Linked DNA regions of Mus musculus: region 2 is linked to region 1. Evidence: chromatin contacts called from public Micro-C data. All regions are on one chromosome and are shown on one strand. Each heading gives the region's core, a stretch centred on a gene start, on an enhancer-like site or on the middle of the called end of the contact. The rest is flanking DNA. Distances are from core to core; before and after follow the strand shown.

Region 1 (6,702 bases), core at 1,777-4,276:
ATTAGGAAAATATGACTAAAGAAGAAAATAAAACCATTTGAGCTGTGTATGCTCAGTGTTTTTCTCTGTAAAGCAGAAATAATGCCAACAAGTTACTTATTGTAAAAATTTTTACATAGGAACATATGGGTTGAATATACAGCCCTAGCCAAAGAATATGACAGATGTTCAGAAAATATTTAATTTGCTTTTTTTCTGATCATGGCATTTTGAAATTATTACCTCAACAAAGTAGCATTTCAAGGGAAAAATCACTCTTTAAAGAAAATGCTAATATATCTCCCCTCCCCCACAGTTCTCTAAGTCATCTTCTTTAATATAGAGATCACCCTGTTTCTTGACCTTGGCTTAGCTTTTCTAGGTGAATAAACCCTTTGTTGTTAATGAGGAAAATGGACTGTGGTTGTACTCGTACCTTACAAAAGCATTAACTCCAAGGACATTCTATGTCTAAAAATGTAAATTGTGAATTCATAAAGCTTTAGGTAGAAAACAAACCTTCATAGCTTAAGGGTAGGACAGAGTTCTTAGACAAGAAACCAGCAGTGTGGTCTGTTAAAGAAGAGTGGCAGATTGAGCTTCATAAAAATTAAAAGCTTTTGCTACAAAAGACACCATTTTGAGAATGAAAGTACCATCTTCAGACTGAAAAGTATTTTCAAATGACATACCTAGTAAGGACTTGTATCAAACTCATGCAAAGAACTCTCAAACCTCTATAATAAAGAAACAGCCAATTTCAAAATGAACAAAATGGGGATTGTAGGAGATGGCTAAAAGTCAGTAAGTGCTTTTTTTTTTTTAGTTTTTTTTTCCGAGACAGGGTTTCTCTGTGTAGCCCTGGCTATCCTGGAACTCACTTTGTAGACCAGGCTGGCCTCGAACTCAGAAATCCGCCTGCCTGTGCCTCCCGAGTGCTGGGATTAAAGGCGTGCGCCACCACACCTGGCCAGTAAGTGCTTTCTATGTAAACATAAGGACTTGAATTTGGATCCCTAGCATCTATTTGAAAGATTGGGTGTTATAGTCCCAGTGCTGGACAGTGGAGGGAGAAGCATGCCTGGGACCTGCTGCGCAGGCAATTTAGGCAAATCATGTGCTTCTAGGTTCAGTGAGAGACTCTGCCTCAAAAAAATCAGAGGGTAATTGAGAGCTTGTTTGGAGGTTCTATCAGGGGAGCGCAGCTACTCATATGCCCTCAACCAAAGACAAGTTCTCTTCTATTGGGGAAGGTTGTCCCTTCCATCAACTGAGGACTGGCCAATTGTGCAGCTTCAGGAGGGCATACCTGCCTAGACAGTCAGATCAGATGAATCAGCCCTGGCGATCAGTGGGGTGACAGATGTTGCACCCAGATTGCCCTCACATTCCAGAGGTAATTGAAAAAGAATTTTCATGTTAGCCTCCACAAATATAATCTGCACAGACATGACATGTACTAACACATACACACAAAGTTAATCAAACACAGATATTTCATCAAAAGTTGGAAGTAAGTGCAATTGAAAAGATAGTTGAAATTATGAGCCTTGCAGTCTTTCCACTGCCTCAGGGAGATTCAGATTAAACCCACAATGATCCACTACTAAACAAGTACTTAACGTAACTAGTGTAGGAAATCAGGACAATACAATGATCCACTACTAAACAAGTGCTTAACGTAACTAATGTAATGTAGGAAACCAGGACAATACAATGATCCACTACTAAACAAGTACTTAACGTAACTAATGTAGGAAATCAGGACAATACAATGATCCACTACTAAACAAGTACTTAACGTAACTAGTGTAGGAAACCAGGACAATACAATGATCCACTACTAAACAAGTGCTTAACGTAACTAATATAGGAAATCAGGGCAGTACCAGGACATCCAAGATGCAGAAAAACTGGTTCTCTTGAATACGGCTCAGATCAATGAAAATATTACATATGTATAATTATGTTATTAATTAGTACTGGAACAAATTTCTATTCTCATAGAAGTTGCAAATTTGGACAAGATTTTCATATATTCCACTTTCCCATAGTGGTAACAACTTACATTCAACCTTGGTCCATATCTTTAATTAAGCAATACATCCGTCTATGTTATTCACAGCCACACATGCTGAAAACAGCCCACATGGTTGTGAAAGTATGAAATGATAAGTGTGGTAAATTCATAAGTTGATGACTAAGCAGTGAAGGACTTTATTGACACATGCAGCAGCATGGGTCTGTAGCAGTATTGTTCAGGGTGAGAGAATGTGGCCGCAGGCAGTTGTACACTGTGTGCTTCCACTTGCCTAACCTAGTATATAGCAAAGGACCCTGCTGATGGAGAAAAATCACAGACCAGGCATTTAGGGGAGTTTGACATATAAAGCATGAGAAAGTGCCTTGGTTTGGTGGGGTAGGTGAGTGTAGAACTTGTAGTTTGCACATAATGGTTGTTTTAAACTTCTATGCACATATTTATATTCTTAGAACTGTACTTTAGGAAGTAGTTTACTGCATGGTCACTTACTAACACTATTTAACGGTAGATCTAAAGTGAGAATAAGCAGAAGAGCAAAAATGATAGGATGTAAAACTAAACCCTATCTTGTAAGATGTATGGGTTTTAAGAGTTTTGAGGAGTTACTGAATGTTAGAAACAGGTGAATGAGCTTCTTAGAGTAAATCTCAGATTTAAAATTAGATTAAAATAAAGTCTTTACTCATGTATTAATGAGTGTGTGGGCACGTGTGCAAGTGTATATGAACATGATGAGGGACTCACGCCACAGTGTGAAAGTCAGGGGACAACCTGGTGAAGTTGGTTCTTTCCTTCCATATGTGCACCCAGGATTGGATTCAGGGTGGTGGCAACAAGAACCTTTATCCATGGTGCCATCTTCGCAGCCCCTAAAAAACACAACCTATTCTTTGTTTATTATTGATTGTTTTTTAATTTTATGTTTGTGATGTGTCTGTGCACTGTGTGCATGCCTGGTACCCAAGCAGTCCAATAGAGGGTGCTAGATCATTTGGAACTGGAGTTACAGGTGGTTGAAAGCTGCCATGTGGGTGGAGGAACTGAACACCTCCCCCACACCCTTCTCTGTAAGAACAGTAAGTACTTTTAACTGCCAAGCCGTCTATCTACCTAGCCCCAGATTAACACAGATCTGCTGTGGGTTAAGACACTGTGGCTCAGGCTGCCCTTGAACTCACAGCACTCCTCTCTCTACTTCCTAATGCCAGGATTACAAATGTGTTACCATGCCTGCCTTTCTTGTGTTGTACAGCCCACTCTATACTTGTAAATAAATAAATAAACAAATGGGATTTAGTAATTTATATTTCATCTAGAAATCTAGTGGATATTTTGGTTTCAAAACTATTGCCATCTTTTTGGGGGGTGAGGGGTTAAGAGTTACTACACTGTGCTAGCTTGCCTTTTCTTTCTTTTAAAGACAAGGTCTCATATAGCCCACACTAGCCTCAAATTAGCTATGTAGCTGAGGATGACCCTGAACTTGTCATTGTCCTGCCCTCACCTCCTGTGGTCACAGCATGCTGGTGACTGACCCTGAGCTTCTTGAATGTTAGGTCAGTGTTAGGTCTGCCAGCTGAGCTGCGTCAGCAGCCTTTAACGGTGTTATCTACACAGCTCTTGAAATGTTACTACACTGGTCCTGATTTTGAAAATAGCTAAAAATAGAATAATGAACTCTTGTCTGTCTCAAACAATTAGAACACAGGGCCAACTTTGTTTTTACCCTCTTCGACACCTTTTACTCTCATATTTTGAAACAAATACAAGCATCATGTCCTTTCGTCTGTAAATACTTCACTATGGCCCTAGAAAAGGTAAAGTTGTCTATTTTTTTAAAATACCATAATCTCAATATAATACAATTATTATAGTTAAAATTAATTGTTAATTATTTACTATTAGTATTCAGCTTTCAAAATACATATAAATAGTCAGGTTTATCAATATTTTCCTTTATACACTATAAAGGAAACTATATTCACTTACATGTTTACTAAAACTGGTTAGAAAATACTTTATACAATTCATTATCTTACCTATTTTTAAGTGTTAATTCATATTACCATGCCAAAAAAATCTCCAGAATTTCTTTTGTATTACTTCACACATAACTCTGTAACTTTGGTACCTTCTCACTCCAGTTAACACTTTTTTCTAATGATGAGATTTAATTTCAGTATTTAATCCATTTGACCTTTCCCCCTTTTTCTGTTTGCTGGTATAGTATGTAAATCACATTTACTCTTACTCCATTGGCTTGCCATTTTTGCCAGCACCATTTACTTAAGGGAAAGTCATTTTAGTCAGGATATTGTTGCTGTGATAAAACACCAGGGCCACTCACCCAGGGTTGCCCCACCCCCCAGTAGGATGGGCCCAATCAACATCAACATCAATCAAGAAAATGCACCACAGGCTTGCAGACAGGCCAGTCGAATGGGAGCATTTCCTCAGTTGAGATTCCCTCTTCCAGATGACTCTAGCCGGTGTCAACTTGAGACGTAACAGTACAATAGTCTTTTTGAATAGTTTCCTGGTCCTAGAGTGCGAAGGGTCTTGGTAAATACTACAGATTTTTGAGGAAACCTCTGAACAATTAAATCCTAGGTGTAAGTGTAAAACAGAAATAGACCAGTTATCAAGAAGATTGAAAATAAGCTTCAGATTAGTTTACTCTCTGGAGTTTTTCCTACTGCCAATCAGAAACTAAAACTCTTTAAATAAAAAGCAACATCATTCATACTCTCCTTTTGTTGTTGTTTCAAGTCATGGTCTTATACCCCAGCAGCAGACTTCAAGCTTACCAAGGAACAGGAAACCAGAGAAAAGAGTTAGGAATACACAGATGCATTGCATTCCAGGACTGCAGTGAAAACGTGTATAGCAGTTCCTTCTCCCTCCTCTGTGTGTCATGAGAAACCAGCTGTCACGTGAGTTGGTTTCCCATCATACGCAAAGCATGCTTTTCCTACCTTTCCTGTGTCTTCAGTTTTCTGAAGCTTAACCGAGGTAAGGTTCTATGGGAATTATTCTTGATACTTAGTTGAGCTTTCTTTAGTTTTAGATTACTTAAGCTTGCTCACTCTCCCTCCACGTGTGTGTGTGTGTGTGTGTGTGTGTGTGTGTAGGTTAGAGGGCAACTCTTGATAGTGGATTTGATGTTCCACCACCTTGTTAAGGGAAGGTCTCAGTTTCACTTGTTTGCTGACTTTTCCAGGACAGGTAGCCTATTTGCCACTCTGGTGCTGGAATTACAGTGCATCCACCCTCCTCCAGCTTTCGTGTGTGTGGCTTATGGGAATCGAACTCAGATCCTCAGTCTTTCTCAACAAACACTTTTACCCACTGAAGCATCTTGCCACCAATTTACCACCCCGATGTCTTTTGTTTGTTTGTTTGTTTAAATCTGGCCAATTGTTACCTTTTGTGAGATGATGCACAGATCTGAAGCTCGCTCTGTTTGCTTTCTCTCTGTTGTTAAAATTGCAAAGCTTTATTGTCTTTCAGGCCTGCAATTCTTTCCTCTGCACCCATCCATTCAATTTTTGCTTTTAGCTGTTGGGTTGAGTCTGAAATCTCCCCTTAGTCCCTCCTTATGGCCTCCCTTGCTTTGCTAATGTCCCTATATTATTCCTTTGGATTTTGTTTGTTTTGTTTCAAATATGTGAGAAAAATAAAGACAGAGAGAAGGCAGACAACTCATTTCATCATGGCCAGTCACAGTCCCTTTTTGGATAATTTCAGCATCTCTAGCATCTTAGTATCTACAGATCTTCCTTTTTCATTCAGTTATAAATGTTCATGGTTTTTGGTGCTGGAGAAATGGCTTTATTGGTTCAGAGCCTTTCATAGAGACCCCAGTTGGGTTCCTAGCACCCATATCAGGTGGCTCACAACTACCTGTAGCACCAACTCCAGGGAAATCTGAAGTCTCTTGACTCCTCATGTACCCACACACACAGATCTAAAAATAATAAAAATAAATCTAAAAATAAATTCCTAGTTTTTGAAATAAGTGATTTTCATTGGATATTTGAACATTATTGGTATTGTATTCTGAGATTCTCAATCTATTTAAATGTCCCAGTTTAGCTGGATATGGTGGTAGAATCTTTGAACTTCTAACACTTGGAAGGCAGAGGGAGGAAGATTGTAAGCTTGACACTAGTCTGTACTATGCAAAGTAACATCCTGTCTCAAAAAGAAAACTAAATAAACCCCGTATTTAGCCTCTGCCATTGTTGCTTCAGCATGGGAAGGAAGGCTGATGTCTGATTACCCGTGGGTAGGAGTTCAACTCCCTACTTGCCACTCTTATTACTCAGCTTGGGGGTTGGTTCTCTTTCTTCCTGGTTGAGAGAGGCAGGGGTGCCTCATTAATATCCCCCATGTGGCCTCTGCAGGGGCATATTCCCATTACTGTGTAGAGGTAAAAGGCCTAACTCACAGAGGCTTCCCCTGACACCAGCCTGTGGCAGAGAGGGTAAGTGACAATGTCAGGCATTCTGTATAGCCTTGTTACCAGCTAGCAGGCAGGCTTCACTGCTGGGCTCTGAGATGCCTCTGGCTGGGAGAGCTGGCCTTCCTGCTGTATCTTGAGGGGGGGCTTCCATGTGCCCTGCATTGGCAGTGGTAGAATAGAAACCATCGGACTCTAACTCACCCACCCCTGACCT
Region 2 (6,702 bases), core at 1,627-4,126, 210 kb after region 1:
GTGCTGTTTGCATTTTGGTGCTAATTCCATTTGCCCAGGAGGGGCTGCAGACAAGGAGTGAATCATGTACTCAGGTGACTTCTTTTTTTTTGTTTTGTTTTGTTTTTTTGTTTTTTCGAGACAGGATTTCTCTGTGTAGCCCTGGCTGTCCTGGAGCTCACTCTGTAGACCAGGCTGGCCTCGAACTCAGAAATCCACCTGCCTCTGCCTCCCGAACGCTGGGATTAAAGGCGTGCGCCACCACGCCCGGCTCTAAGGTGACTTCTTGTGAACCTTCTCCCCACCTTAACTTATAAAATAAAGGCTAGAGCCACTGGACAGTGGAAGGGAAGGTGAAGCTGAAAAGTTTGGGGGAGAAGAAGGAGATGAAGAGAAGAGGACAGAGAGAAAAGAAAAGACTATGGAGGGAGAGGAAGACAAGATTCTGTGTGGCTTTAAGTAGCCAGAGATAGCTATGCATATCATATAAGGGATGAATAACTACAGAACAATTTGTCTTATCTAGGTGAGCGATTTATAACAATATTGATTGGCTCTGAATTCACTGTATGGGCCTTTTGTGGGGTGAAAATTTACTGATATAAATTTGACTTACAAATGTCAAGCCTCTAGAGTTTTGATTTTGCCTTGTTACTGGGATTTAGGACTGCTGACCACAGTGGCTGGATGGCTGGGAATGTGAGCAGAATCCGCAGCAAGAGAACCACGATTGGCCACTGCATGGGGATAGCCTAGGGGTGATGAGACCATGAGCAGAGAGTAGCTGAGTATGGTGTGGGATGGTGCCATTCTTTTTTAATATTTCCCACAACATTCTCCAAGATCAATAGTTGCACCTACCTGCTGAGCCATCTCTCCAGCCCTAAGAATCAGTACGTTTTAGGACCAGGTCCAAACACTAAGTATTTCTATAGCCACCTGCCGAGTCTCGAGTCCCTCTGCTTTTCCTGGATCCTTCGCCTTTATTTTACACTCCGAACTCTTCTTTCTTAGTGCATATCTAACCAAGTCACAGGACCCTGTTTATCTCACGTGTGACCCACACAGATCGAAGTTCCTATACTTCAGGCCTCCTTCATTAATTTGGATGCATCATATCATGTTCTATACCATACATGCAACAGAACTCCTGACTAGAATGGTGAGGCAATGGCCGTACCCTTCTGGGTAGCTTCTGCTAAGCCCCAGTGACCCTGGGACAGAGAGAAGGCTGGAGGAAGGCCTTTCAGGAGAAACCTGCCTATCATAAGACCCTGGTGGATGCAATCAAAGGCTTGCCAGGAGCTGCATGACCAACAGCTTCCACTGAGCCCACCAACATATTAGGAGGCCCTATATACCCTCTTACCCAGCAGGGCCCATGCAAGAGTTTACTAACATGGTTCTCAGCCCTCAAACCTACCAGCTGTGTGGTTAATTCACTGAGAATGCCCATGTGGGATGTCCACCTCTCCAATAACCCCCAATACTCCCTCTCTATCCTCAATTCCCCACTCTCTGGTTCACCTAGCTGTAAAGCACTTAGCTTCTACCATCAAGGTCCTGATCTGGGCTACCATATCCCTCTGATCTCCCTGCTTCCTTGGCTATCTCTTCCCCATCAATAGCTACACTGTTTGAATTCCTGGGATGGCTAATCCTAGCTCTCCTCAGCACAAAGCCAAGGCTCTCTCCAGGACTGCAGGCTCCAGGTTGTGGCTCACAGGATCTCTGCCTCCCTCCCTCTCCTGTTCCACTGTCCTGTGTTCCTGCCGATGGACACACCCCATCCCCATCTCCTTCTGTTCCTAGCACTGTGTTCCATGTGTCCTGTGGATTCACCCCAGGTTCTTTCCCATGCTGCCACCCTCCCCATGGCTTGCTGCTCACCACCTGCAGGTCTCCACTCCACATTACCTCAAGAAAGCTTTCCCTGGCCCAAGATACTGATACCAACTTCCGTCTACCTGTGGTGCCTGGTAAGTTCCTTTCCCTGCTCTGTAGCTCATACGGATGTATTTTCTGCCAGCCACCCCCACAGAATCTATGCTCAGAACCATGTCCTCGTGGAAGGTGGCCCTGGATACTAGTGATCTGAATTAAAATGTATGCTTACTCTGTTTGTGTGTGTGTGTGTGTGTGTGTGTGTGTGTGTGTGTGTGTCTGTCTGTCTGTCTGTCTGTCTGTCTACCTGCCAGTATATGTATATGCATGCAGAAGCCTGCAGACAAGAAGGCATTAGATTCCCCGGAGTTACAGGCAGTTGTGGGTCCCCTGACTGGATGGATGGGTGTTAGGACCATGAACTCAGGTCATCTGCAATGACGGTAGATGCTCTTAACCACTGAGTCATCTCTCCAGGCTCTCATGGACTTCTTAACCATCCTATTCTCTATTACCACTTCACAGAGAAGCTGGGGCTCAGAGCACATAAGTAACTTCTCAGGGCCAAGCGACAAATGGTTCAACTAGAATGAGAATCTATGTCTCACTCTGAAACCCAGCATGGTGGCTCATTCACACCTGTGATGCCCAATCGGAAGGCTAAGGCAGGAGTGCTATGAGTTCAAGGCTAGCCTGGGCCACAGAGTAAGACTCGTCTCAAACAGGAAAAATTTACAGACACTTGGCAAGGTAGTAAAAAGCCCAGGTTGCCATAGAGGATGTAGACATTTCTAATTATTAATTATGCATTTAATAGACTACCTGGATTACTAGCCACAGCCAGACAGGAGATGCTCCCAGCTGTGGCCACAGACCACAGGATATGCTGAAGGATATGACGCCAGCAGTGGTGGTCAAGACTGGAAAGCTGCTGAGCCAGCAGAGGCTCAGAAGACAGACTTCAGGTAGACAGGGCTTGGGAGGCAGGGCTCAGTAGGAGGAGTGGCTTAAAAGTGCTGACGTCATCACTGCTGCCTGGAGGAGTCACAGCACAACAGAGCCCTCCTCACCAGGAGCCCCCTCGCCCCAGCTGCCTGAAGCAGGGATGTGCCTTGCTAGGTTCTGAAATACTGGCATGAAGAACACCCTGTAAAGTCCAAGTGGTGGAAACTAAAGCCACAGAGAAACCAGTATTCATCGTACAACACGTACAACAAGGGGAGGCGCCTTCTGGCTTTCCTCACATCAAGGGATTTCAAAGCTAAAACAAAAGCTAAGGATATTAACTGTATTCAAGAGTGTTTCTGGCCCGACATGGTGGCGCACACCTTTAATCCCAGCACTCGGGAGGCAGAGGCAGGCAGATCTCTGAGTTCGAGGCCAGCCTGGTCTACAGAGTGAGTTCCAGGACAGCCAGGGCTACTCAGAGAAACCCTGTCTCGAAAAACAACAACAAAAAATAACAAAACAAAAAAAGAGTGTTTCTGTTTAGAGGCTAAAATGAAAGTGTATTTCCAAATTAAAATGAAAGTGTATTTCCAAATTAATGCTCTGTGGCCCTATCAGGTGACCCACCCAATTTCAACACTGGAATTTCAACACTGGGGATACTGAGGTCCAGTGCCAAGAGGAAGAGGCCACACCCCTGTGGAGAGAGGAGGTGCGCTGCTCTCTGCCCACACCAACCATCTTTCCCCACTGAGCTGCTCCCCAAGGAAGCAGGCCCATCACCCTCACCTCACTGTTGCCAGGACAACTTTGGGGTTGGTACTAGAAACCTGATTCTCCCCTCCCCCATGGCCTCCAAGAGAACAAGGCTCAAGGTTAAGGGGACTCTGTGCCACGCCCTAACAGCCGAAGGACTTGGGGCACGCAGTAAAGGTCAGAGGACAAGGATATTCAGGCACTGAGCCTATGAAGCAGTGCATTCTCCTAGAGTTCTCGGCTCTCGGAGGGAGAGAAACCCAATCCTGTGGCAAACAGGTAAAGTCCTGGCTCAGAACAGCAGCAGACCTCACATGAAGGATCAAGACCCAGGCAGAGGCAGGCTGAGAGAAGCAGGTTACAGCAGTGTTCACCTGTGTGGGCGCCACAGAAGTAGTGTCTCCTAAGCCATGATTCCCAGGGCACACAGCTAGTGACAGTGGACAGCTCTCTTATAACCCTGTACAGCCAGCATCTCCACTGGAGCCTGGATGCAGCTTCCTAGGTGCTGGGGTGTGGGGGCTGAGAGGAGCCCTCCCCCCCTCGCCCCCCCCCCCCGCCTTCTGAAGGATAGGGTGTGCCCTGAGGAGGCTCCCCTGTCACTTCTCCATGCCCCTCATTCCTCCTTCTTTATTTTCCGTGCCTGCTAAGTGTTTCTGGGGGTGATTCAGGTACTTCATAATTCTAAAGTTTGTGCCTGGCAACAGGTGTGATGTTCTGAGTGCCTCTGCTGCCAGGTGCCAGTTGGGGTGCTTAGCAACTCTCAAGGTCCCAAACGAATCCCCAAAGTAGGTCACATGGGAGTCACAACAAGTAATGGAAGTTCTTCCCTCTGGGCCTCTGGCTCCGCACTAACATGCCCATGGAGCTGAGGGGAGACTAGAGAGAGACCCCAAGTCCACTCGGATATCTACTCCATTCAGCTACTGGACCACCCACGATGCCTGGCCTGACTCCCCTTTCATGCCAGAATCATGCTCAGAAAGACACATCAATAAGCCTTTGGAGTTGGCAGACACAGCTCTGCTCTGCAGGGAAGCAGGGGCCAGGGCCAGGCTATGAGGCCAAACTACTTTGTTCCTCGCCTTTCTTGCCTACTTTCTGGCTCCACCCATCTGTCACCTGAGGCATGCCTCCCTTGTATGAAAGAGCTGGGCCACCTCACCCCTTCCTAGGAGCTATAACTCTGTCCGCCTTCATCCCAAGCAAAAAGCTGGAGACCTCCACAGAGACAGTACTAAAGGGACTGCACCCAGAGACATTTGGGCAGGGTCCCTGCAGTGACAGAGGAGGAAGATGAGGGGAAGAGGAGACTGGCTGGGGTGGGGGGGTAGGAGGGGGGTCACGCAACCTCAGGGACAGGGCACAGCGTTTGCCACAAAAGCAGTTATATCGACACTGTCACGTGAGACCTGGGCCTGAGTGAGGCATTCTCGAAGGACCTCATCTGGCCTAGAACTGACATTTACACAAGGACCACACAGGTGATATTTAGTGTGGCAGGGACTTCAAGTGGCTCCTTAAAAGGGGTCCTGTATCCAGACCCGCTTCTGTCTGCTCCTACAGCCCTTTGTCCCCAGTATCCCTGTCTGTCATCTTGTTTCCGTGTGTACCACGGGCTCTGACATAGGAAAGCTGACAGAGACCTGCACTTGGATCCAAGTCGCCCTGGCTGAGGCTCCTGTGTACAGTCAGCCCTGATACCTGGAGAGGGAGCAACCACTGTCAACCGGAACAGAGGAAAAAGGTGCTCTCTCAACCAGCTACCAGCTTCCTCCTCAACTCTCCTTCAGCCAGTGTGTCCCCAGGAGCTGAAATGCGTCCTTGTAGTTAACAGCATCAAAGGCCGTCACAGTTTTTAAGCTCACCTCTACCTTCTTACTTGATGTGCTTACCAAACAATCTAAGACAATGATTTTTTTTTATCCTAGTTTTTCAGAAGGTCAAACCAAAGTCAAAGAGGCGCAGCCCCAAGGTCACACGGAAAGCCACTTCCTGCTGTCCAGAGAAAATGGCTGCAAGCCCTTAATTCAGATCTGAGGCCACCAGCATGGGGCTAGGGGTGAGGCTGGTCCCCTATGGCACAGTCAGTCACAAGAGGATGAGACATACAGGGATGGGGTGTGCAAGGACCTGGCTCTGCTGACTTCACGAACAAGAACAAGAACAATCTCTAGGGCGTCAGGGGTTCCAAGAGTAAAGAAGTATTTTCTAGATAAACAAGAGAAATGTAAGAGTCTAAGTACACTCTCATTCATCACTAAAAGGAATATAAATTGTTTGAACCTGTATATGAGACGATTTGACAATGTTTATCAACATTAAAAATGTACAAGGCTGGTGCCTAGAAAAGTTAAACACAGTGGTAGCACATGAACTGGCGAGTCCACTGCTGGGTGCATATCCAAAGGACAGAAGTAAAGCCTGGAAGAGACACTGGAATACCAGGGTTCATAGTGACATCGCTCATAACAGACAAATGGATGTGTCACTCGGAGATCCTGGTGGGTAAACTGTGGTCTACAACAGTAATTACCCTGCCTGGGAGAGAAGGGAGTTCTACACATGCTACACACAGACGAACTCTGAAGACTTCATGCTAAACAAAGACAAAACAAGCCAGATGTGAGAGGACAGCTACTGTATGCGTCTACTTACGAGATACCTAGAGTAGGTGTTTTCACAGTTGCCACCAGAGGCTGGGGGATGAGGAATCCGTGTTGAGCAGGCAGGATTTCTTTCTGGTTGGGATGATGTACTGCATACTACTATGAGTGGACTTGGTGCCAGTGAACTGTACTGTTCTTAAAAATGGGTGGAAAGTATCAAAAGATGGCCTAGTCGGCCATCACTGCAAAGAGAGGCCCATTGGACTTGCAAACTTTATATGCCCCAGTACAGGGGAACGCCAGGGCCAAAAAGGGGGAGTGGGTGGGTAGGGGATTGGGGGGGTGGGTATGGGGGACCTTTGGGATAGCATTGAAAATGTAAACGAGGAAAATACCTAATAAAAAAAAAAGAAAAAAAATGGGTGGAAGTATGGCTGAGAAGTTGGCTCCTCTTGCAAGTGTGAGGGTCTGAGTTCTATCCCCAAAACCCACATGACAAAGCCACACATGGTGGTACCTGCTCGTA

Evidence for each region. A called contact is a pair of places that touch in the nucleus more often than the background predicts.
Region 2: a Micro-C map of embryonic stem cells shows a contact between it and region 1, with 1.7 times the contacts expected there. The contact joins two enhancer-like sites. A contact is called at or near these places in 2 of 15 datasets of contacts at CTCF or cohesin (large pre-B cells and stem cell-derived epiblast-like cells), 6 of 484 Hi-C or Micro-C datasets (all in embryonic stem cells) and 5 of 115 datasets of contacts at active chromatin or transcription factors (all in embryonic stem cells).

Annotation. Positions count from the first base shown.
Region 1 is chr12:4,389,150-4,395,851 of GRCm38.p6, reverse strand. All of the region lies in intron 2 of Ncoa1 (nuclear receptor coactivator 1), which reads left to right. Among named protein-coding and RNA genes, the nearest start is that of Gm51963, 67 kb to the left of the region's middle. Within about 2 kb of position 3,026, at least 18 of the 459 cell types and tissues checked have an H3K27ac peak or open chromatin away from gene starts, as enhancers often do. A contact at or near this core is called in embryonic stem cells and stem cell-derived epiblast-like cells, where this site is marked.
Region 2 is chr12:4,176,840-4,183,541 of GRCm38.p6, reverse strand. All of the region lies in intron 2 of Adcy3 (adenylate cyclase 3), which reads right to left. Among named protein-coding and RNA genes, the nearest start is that of Adcy3, 46 kb to the right of the region's middle. Within about 2 kb of position 2,876, at least 28 of the 459 cell types and tissues checked have an H3K27ac peak or open chromatin away from gene starts, as enhancers often do. A contact at or near this core is called in embryonic stem cells and stem cell-derived epiblast-like cells, where this site is marked.